2 separate regions of the Gossypium arboreum genome follow, and region 1 is linked to region 2. Evidence: chromatin contacts called from public Hi-C data. All regions are on one chromosome and are shown on one strand. The core of a region is the stretch at or near the end of the contact, and the rest is flanking DNA. Distances in the headings are between cores, read along the strand shown.

Region 1 (4,625 bases), core at 487-2,986, 160 kb before region 2:
CCAAGATAAATATTCCCTAGTAAAAGTACAAAGAACCCTAAGCATATTTTTATTTCGATAATAAAATTACATTATTTGCAATTCGTAGGAAATTAAACAACATGATAGACAGAGACTTTAACCACACTTTGATACTAAATGTAAGATCCAAATAAAAATAATAATTATAAATTCCGAAACAATATAAAAGTTGAAAATCAAACACTAATATCTCAACAATATTTCCAAAATCAAAAGATCATATGCGGAGATGATAAAATAACAATGATTTAACGTCTAACCATAATACTTTGATGGAATTGGGACATACTTTATGAGTAAACTTTTGCTAGATGAAGAACCACAAGTCCAGTTTTCCAATCATCCCCCTGCTAGAATATGGCGTATTTTAATAGATGATGTTGAGTCGTGACCATTGTAGATGTGACTTCCTTCGTTTATAAAAAAAATTACTACCTTTAGTTTATTAGAGCGATAAAAGAGTATAATAGAGTAAATTAGTTGAATTCAAAATCGATGAGATTTTAATATTTTTAGTAAATGTTTATGTTTAAGTTTAAGCTTTATTATGTTTAGGTTTTAATATTATATATGTGAGAGTCATCTTATTACTTCATCTATTTATGTTTTGTATTTATTTAATTTTATTTTGTAACTATTCGAATATATATTTATATTTATAAACTTTGACAAATAATAACCATAAATATTAGAAAAACCCTAAAAATAAATTGCCATTTACATGAACTTGTTAACCTAATCTTTGGTTTTGTTTAAGCAAGTTGGATGTGGCAGATCTCGTAAAGAAAGGATTAAAAGAAATGTCATATTTTAGAGAGAAAGAGACGAATTAATAAAATATTTACAAGAGAGTATGCAGAGACAAAAGACTTGATCATGTGGATTATCTAAGTTTGGTTTGCTAATAAATGCAGGACACCAGAACCTATTTAAAATTGCACATAGTTTAATACTGCAGGCAGAAGCCGCCTCTGGGTGCTTGGATGCTAATAATGCTAAAATCTCCTTGAGGACTCTCCTGTTTTGGTGCGTGGAAAATACGCGTTAACGGTAACACCCATGAAGCTGCCTTCCTCTACGCTAATTCGGCTTACGTAGGGTAAGCATGTCTCGTAATCTTGTTCAACTGTATTGAAGTTTCAGGGCAATTATAATTTCATGGGAGTTAATGTTTTTATTTGATGTGGATCACTTCTACGCACATGTATTCATGCAAACTTCATTCATTTTCGACCAAGAAAATTTGGTAAAAACAAAAAGGAAATTAAAAATATATACATACCATACCAATGCGAGCTATTATTGTGTCTGAAAAACTCTTACCCTGTACAATTCTTTTTAATAAAGTTATCGTGGGATATATACGGAAAACATTGCTCTTCTCCCTTTTCCTTTACCTATGCTCTATTTTTATCAAGCTTAAATAAATAATGACCATAGCTTGTAAAGCATAGATGAAACATAATCAATGCACAAAACCGTTGTTGGTTTCTCACCTACACGAGCGAGAGTAAATTTAATGTTGGCCCCTTATAAGACTTCATGTGCAAGAATTTAAAAGAAAAGAAAAAAGAATTCATGTACGAGAAGTTAAAATGATTGAATAGCCGCCCACGTACCAGTCCTTAGTTTCGTTTTCAGATAATGTAGGTAAGATGCTCTACCACCTTAAATTGACAAGTCAAGCACATGATGAGATCAAAATCTCAGTTCATTAGGTGTAGAGTAAGTCTGGAGTTCGGATCCCTATATTTGCTACCTTTCTTCTTATCCAGCCGATCTAAACTAACAGTAAAAAAATATTAACCTATGGTTCACCATCAATCCCACTCTATATAAATGTGCATCCTTCCATTCGTGCTTCATCCCACATCGACAAAATCAAATAAAAAATGAGCTTTCTTCGGCTCTTGTCAGTTTTCCTTTTGTTCTTATCCTATGTAGTCATAGGATCAGCTGAGCAGTGTGGAAGGCAAGCAGGCGGTGCTCTTTGCCCCGGTGGTCTATGTTGTAGCCAATTTGGTTGGTGTGGCAGTACTGTTAACTACTGCACAGTTCCGGGTTGCCAAAGTCAGTGCAGCGGTAGTGGCCCTGCCCCTGGGCCTGGTGGGCTAACCAATCTTATATCAAGAGAGACGTTTGATCGGATGCTTTTGCATAGGGACGATGGGGGTTGTCCTGCCCGTGGCTTCTATACCTATGATGCTTTCATTGCTGCTGCACGTTCTTTTCCTGCCTTCGCTACAACTGGTGACCAAGCTACTCGGAAGAGGGAAATAGCTGCCTTCTTAGCCCAAACTTCCCATGAAACTACTGGTTAGTCCATTTGGAAACTAGATACACAATGTTCATCATCTTTTCAACATGACTTTTGCAGACAATCTCAGAAAACATTATCGATTTAACAAATTAAATTTGATGATTGATGCATTGCTGCAGGTGGGGCAGGGTGGGCTGCACCGGATGGTCATTATGCATGGGGATACTGTTACAATAGGGAATTGAACCCTTCCCCTTACTGCGCTTGGAGTCCGAACTACCCTTGTGCTCCTGGTAAACAATATTTTGGCCGGGGTCCCATGCAACTTACTTGGTAACTGCATCCTCTTTCACCATTCGCTTCTTCTCTTGAAATGCTATATTTATGGTAAGATGTTGACATTGTCATAACTAATCAACTTTGGTGCTTCAGGAACTACAACTACGGGCAATGTGGACGGTCCATAGGGGTGGACTTGTTAAACAACCCAGACCTGCTATCAAGTGATCCCACAATTTCCTTCAAGTCTGCGTTTTGGTTTTGGATGACTCCGCAATCACCGAAGCCATCTTGCCACGATGTGGTCGTTGGAGCATGGTCACCCTCTGGTAGTGATCAGGCAGAGGGACGGGTTCCAGGGTATGGTGTGATCACAAATATTATCAACGGAGGCCTTGAATGCGGTAAGGGTTGGGATGCAAAGGTAGAAGACCGCATTGGGTTCTATAAGAGGTACTGTGAAATGCTAGGAGTTGGCTATGGTAACAATCTTGACTGCTACAACCAAAGGCCTTTCGGGAATGGAGTCTTAGTGGACTCAATGTAGCTTTTTGTCTCTAATGAAATCAGTAAACGTTCAAATAAAGATGTTTGACCTTCTTCTGTATGCATCACAACAGTGAACTGATCCAGCTTTGTTGGGTTTGCTATGACACTGTTCCTTTATTTTGTCTTTGATGATTTGTGAGAGAATAATAAAATAGGTGCTTTCTTTTCCTTTTTCCGTTTTCCTTCTAATATATTTCACCATGCATGTTTAAATTCCTGAGACAGCATTCTACAACATCAAACTCTGTGATTATGTTATATGATACCAGGAAAGGGTTCCAATGCTTGAAGCTGTAAAAACGTTGGCTTATCTTCTTAGGCTAGTCTGTTAAAACTCCGGGAGCTAATTAATACTAACATATAGCACTAAATAACTAAAGCTTATAAACAATATCGAAATCTAGATTAAACATTGCATTGTAAGCTTCTAACCTAAGATCCAATTAAGTCAAGAACCAAGTTATTTGATTTGAGTTAACTAATTTATTTTAATAATAATTAAATCATACTACAAAATTAAAGGTTTCACGCACATTATAACACTAGAAAGTGTATTGCCTTCATTATTAAGGGATTGTGTAATAAACGAGAAAAGATCAAGAAAATAAAATCAATATTTTACTGTGTTCTTCTTTATCACATCCAAAAATCTTATATATTTTCCTTAAAATAAAGATCTTATGTATTATTATTATTTATGCCATATTAGGTATTGGTTTGCATAATCTAAAGAGTTAGAACTTTTAACATGTGGCATTAAGTTTGGACTAAAGAATATATGATTTTTGTATGATTTATTATGATAATTGGCTATTTTTCTCTTTTATTTATTTATTTATCACATAATGTTTTCGAGAAGATAATTGTTTGATGGAATTTATTGACTTTGGTTGTTCAAGCTTTCACTAAATTGAACCAATTAACTCATCTGTCCTTTGCTTTTTTAATAGTTGCCACTTTAATTGCAAACTCCTCGGGCGATGAACGAGCCTCTTTGAAACTAGGATCTCCTGGAAACATTCTTTGCCAGGAGCAGAATTATATCACACAAATTCTAGCATAAAATTCAGAAATTGATTCGCTTTTACAAATATTCTTAAAATTTCAAACCAAATAATCAACATTTGAACTTTAGACATTTTAACTCTAGATGTTTCTTTATGGATAGTTTCCAAAATATTCCAAGCTTCTCATGTTGAGACATATTTAGAACTTCTTCTAAACACTATGAAATCTACACCATTAAATATAGAATACAAGGCTTTGGTGATACGTTCATGCCCCGGAGTGCACCTAGCTCGAGCATGGATCCATTGGAGCTGCCCCAAGGCTCTATCACAAGAGCTTGAGCCAAGCTATTTAAGGAGGCCATTTCGGCCTTAGTCAACCAAGTATGGGTGAAACGTTGGCCGTGTAACACCCCACACCCGTACCCTACGCCGGGACGGAATACGAGGCATTACCTACCTTGAACCCATGCATTTTTACGTTTCTGAATAATCAAGACCTGGCCAAA
Region 2 (4,604 bases), core at 431-2,930:
ACTAACGCTTTACACATTTAAAATTTGTTCCCTCTAGTAATTAGTTCCTTTACTATTTTGGTATGATAATTGAAGTCCATTGATAACACTGTCAAGATACTTTGTTGTGTGACTTATTTAAAATCCAAGAAAAAAAATGTTCACATTACCAATATTACATACGTGGAGGGCCTAATAAACAAATAAAAATGTTATGTAAGATTGTAAAGATTTTCAATTTTGAATCCGGGGTTATAAAATTCTTTGTTAGGATTATTTCATAGAAGTAAAGTGAATTAAAAAATGGCATTATCAATTAAATTTTAATTATTAAATCAAAAGAGTAGAGAGTCTAAATTTTTGAAATTTAAAGTAGAACAATTAAATTTAAAATGTGTAAAGAGTATAGGGACTAAAACCAGAATTAGACCATTAGGACTTGTACAGGTTGGCTTATTGGGAGGAGATAGAGTTGACTCCGTGGTTTCAATCTTTTTTTATTTTTTTCCCTTTTCTTCCGCTAATTAAATCATTAGTCAAATTAGTGCCCTTAATAATTAACCACTTAATCCAATTTCAATTTCAATTTCAATTTCATACACAATTTGTGTACTCTGGGCTTTGAAGTTTGAACATGTAAATTCAAACATTATAATTGAAACTAATATAAATATAAATATTTCAGACGTGAAAATTGAGCATTTGATCCAATTGCCAGACGTTCAAACTGTTTTTTATTATATTAATAGGTAGCCCACTTTATTAGATTATAAAACAGGATATTTTGACATTTTATATATTTCGTTCAAAAATGCCACCTTTAGATTGTTTACTTATTCTGAAAACACCAGGAAATTGTGGATAACTCCCAACATTGACTACAACTTTACAATTACCACACGTTTTGTTGCAGTGATATATAATTTACTAATAAATTATCGTACCAAGTGTGTTATTATTAGGATTTTATCTTTCTTTTTGTAAAAAAAAGTTAAAAAGGAATTTATATTTGATGAATCTATGTAGGTATCAGTTTGCAAAATAGGTACCCTAATGATACCCAAACAAGATTTATTACATTATATATTGCATACAATAATACCAAAGCGTCTTATATATATACAAGGACCGCCATTCATTCAATTTAGAACTTTGCTGGTTTAATTATGATTTAATTTATCAAATTTTGATAGTTTTTATAAAGTACGAGGATTATATTTGGATAAATTAAAATTCGTAAAACCCGATGCTAAACCTTATGCAAGTATGAAACTACGCGAAGTAGGTCGCAATATTATATTTTAGTGTCCTCCATTTTCTTGAATGATCTGAAAAGCATGGCTAATAAATAAATTTAGATGACGAGATTATTAAAAGGTTATTTTTTTAATATTTATTCAACAAGGCAAGTGTTTTACCTTTGAAAACATTTTTTTTAATGTTTATCTATAAGGACTCATTCCAAATCAAGTTCTAAGTTACAATAGTAAACGTGTGTATGTACTGGTTGACCCAAAAATATTTTGGTTGGCTACTTTGAGTGACCGGCAGTTGTAAAGTATGAGTTAAGAAATATGTCGATGAGTTGAAAAAACTGAACTAGTGAGCCCCGGCTGGCTGCTGCTGCAGTCTTCCCCTTTTTCCTGGCTTTGAATATTAACCATCATTCTCCTAAAATCAACTTGCCCTCGTCATCAAATAGTAAGTTAACCATGTTTATATTACATAAAATTCCTACATTGTTTTCTAAGTTCCGGAGTCTATATATAGGAGATATTTTAGTGCATCTATGTGAGGGAAAAGCAGGGGAAATTACTACATAATTGAGAGAGATCAAGGTGACAACTTATTTGGGACGATAAAAATGGGTGATAAGGAAATAGGCTCCTTCCCTGCAACACCAAGAACTGGTTCGGCAGCACCAACGCCGCCGATATCGGCTCCTCCTTCCCAACTTCATTCTCCCTCTCTTACTCGATCACCGCTTCTTTCCACGGATGATCACATACAACCTGCAAGCAAAACCCCAAAAAGTTCAACCCCAAGGATTAGAACCCCACGTTTTATTACTCCTTTGGGAAGTCCAATTAGAAGGGCTCTTAAGCTTACCAGGCTTGACCCTCATGATGCTTGGCTTCCCATCACTGAGTCAAGGAATGGAAATGCCTATTACGCTGCATTTCATACTCTTTGTTCAGGGATTGGTATTCAAGCCCTTGTGCTCCCTGTTGCTTTCACGTTCCTTGGGTGGTACGTAATCAAAGACACTTATAAATTTTCATGGTGCTTACAATATGCAACAGGTTGATGAAGTTAACAGGTTATACCAATGTTTGTTGTTTCCAGGTCTTGGGGAATCATAACCTTGACTGTGGCCTTCATATGGCAGCTTTACACCCTATACTTACTGGTCCACCTCCATGAATCTCCTGAAACTGGAATGCGTTACAGCAGATATCTTCAGCTTTGCAATGCGACTTTCGGTAAAGCCATAAACCCAACATTAATTCTTGATTTTCTAGCGAATTTTTGAAGTCGAAACTGATTGTTTAATGTTCATTCATGGTTAACAACTCAGGTGAGAAGTTAGCAAAATGGTTTGCATTGTTCCCCATCTTGTACCTATCAGCAGGAACATGCATCACCTTGATCATCATCGGTGCCCAATCTTGTAGGCTGTTTTTCAATACCGTATGCGGTGGAACATGCTCCGCTCAGCCACCTACCAACGCGGAGTGGTACTTAATATTCACTTCTGCTGCAGTGCTTCTGTCTCAGCTGCCTAATTTAAACTCGATCGCCGGTGTGTCGCTCGTCGGAGCCATCACAGCTATTGCTTATTGCACCCTAATTTGGGTGATTTCAGTGGTTGAGGGAAGAATGCCCGGAGTATCATACAATCCAGTGAAAGGAAGAACTGAAGTTATTAGAATTTTTGATATTCTTAATGCGCTTGGGATCATTGCTTTTGCTTTTAGAGGCCACAACCTGATACTTGAGATTCAGGTAAAATTTCCCATGCTCTACTAATATATGTTTCTTTATTTAGATTATATATTAAATTTTATGCTATCATAGAAAAAATTAAAAATTAAAAATTAAAAAATTAAAAATTAAAAATATTAAAATTAAAAGTAAAATCCAACGAAATATTTCATTTTTATCCCTTCTCAAATATTACAGATTCATTTTAAGTCACTGTAATTTCTTCTCAAATTTTTCATGTTCAACAAACAATTCTTGGCTTAGCCATTTATGACGTTTTTCATACAAAAAAAAAAAAACATCAACTTTGTCTCTTTGACAAATAAATAGAGAATTTTAAATAAAACAGTTAAAAAAGAACAAACTTGTTGACCACGTGCACACACATTTAAAAGAGATGTCAGCTTTGCTCAACGAAGCAGCTGACTGCGACAATTATTTTGAAAGTGTAAACAAATGATTTTACTTTGCAAGCTTAACTATGATTTTAAAGCCTTAATTTCTACAATACAAAACGTAACACCCTATGAAAACAAGAGCCTAAACATGTTGAATTTCCATATTCAACCAAGGGATTTGTCTCAATCCCATGAAACCGCGGGACTTTGATCCAAAAAGAAGTATGATATTACATTGGAACCACCAACTTGCAGGCAACCATGCCGTCGGACGAGAAACATCCCTCGCGTGTGCCAATGTGGAAGGGAGTCAAGATAGCTTACACACTTGTCGCAATGTGCTTATTCCCTCTTGCAATTGCTGGCTATTGGGCTTATGGTCAAATGGTAACTACTGCCTTTAATATCTTTCACACTTGAACACTTTCCTTTACTACAATTCAATGTTTTGCAAGATTAATGTTTATTTTGTTGTTGTCATTGACAGATACCAGTAGATGGGGGCATGCTAACAGCCTTATTTGCATTCCATGGTCAAGATACATCCCAATTCCTCCTAGGATTAACAAGTTTATGCGTCATAATTAGTTCCCTAAGCTCATTCCAGATCTACGGCATGCCAGCGTTTGACGACATGGAATCTCTATACGTCAAGAAGAAGAAGAAGCCGTCACCGTGGTGGCTGAGACTGATTTTCCGGGCATTGTTCGGCTATCTATGCTTCTTTGCGGCAGTGGCAATCCCCTTCTTAGCAAGCTTTGCTGGTCTTATTGGGGGGATAACATTGCCGGTCACCTTAGCTTACCCATGCTTCATGTGGGTTAAGGTAAAAAAACCCAAGGTGTATGGCCCAAATTGGTGGCTAAATTGGTCATTAGGACTCTTTGGGATGGCTCTAAGTGGGCTTTTAATAGCGGCTTCACTTTTTGTTATTATTGATAATGGTGTTGAATTTAGCTTCTTTAATCCTGCGTAAGAATGTCATTAGCATGAGGTGATTAGCTTCACACCCATTGTCCAATCACGTACTAGAGTTTTGATTAGATATATCTGTTTATACATTTTCAACATGTGGGATTTTTTTTAGAAAACAAAACAATAAGGACAATTGTAAGTTGTAATAAACTCTAATGAGCAGCCAAGTCTTTATTCTTACATCACCATTTGCTACTCTTTGCACATTTGTTACAGCCAAAGGCTTAATGTGTGAGCATGAAGAATTAATTAGAGATGTTTTTGGAT

What was found. Hi-C and Micro-C count contacts between places; a contact is called where the count stands out from the background.
Region 1: a Hi-C map of leaf shows a contact between it and region 2, with 2.1 times the contacts expected there. The contact joins the promoter of LOC128283919 here to the promoter of LOC108464414 in region 2. A contact is called at or near these places in 2 of 5 Hi-C or Micro-C datasets (both in leaf).

What each region holds. Positions count from the first base shown.
Region 1 is chr2:103,918,949-103,923,573 of ASM2569848v2, reverse strand. It overlaps LOC128283919 (endochitinase 1-like), which reads left to right and starts at 1,736. Exons shown (of 3, transcript XM_053021332.1): 1 at 1,736-2,337; 2 at 2,461-2,614; 3 at 2,714-3,278. The coding sequence starts at 1,914. The coding sequence ends at 3,107.
Region 2 is chr2:103,758,166-103,762,769 of ASM2569848v2, reverse strand. LOC108464414 (lysine histidine transporter-like 8) reads left to right here and starts at 1,680. Exons shown (of 5, transcript XM_017764709.2): 1 at 1,680-2,229; 2 at 2,326-2,462; 3 at 2,558-2,985; 4 at 3,618-3,749; 5 at 3,850-4,517. The coding sequence starts at 1,844. The coding sequence ends at 4,338.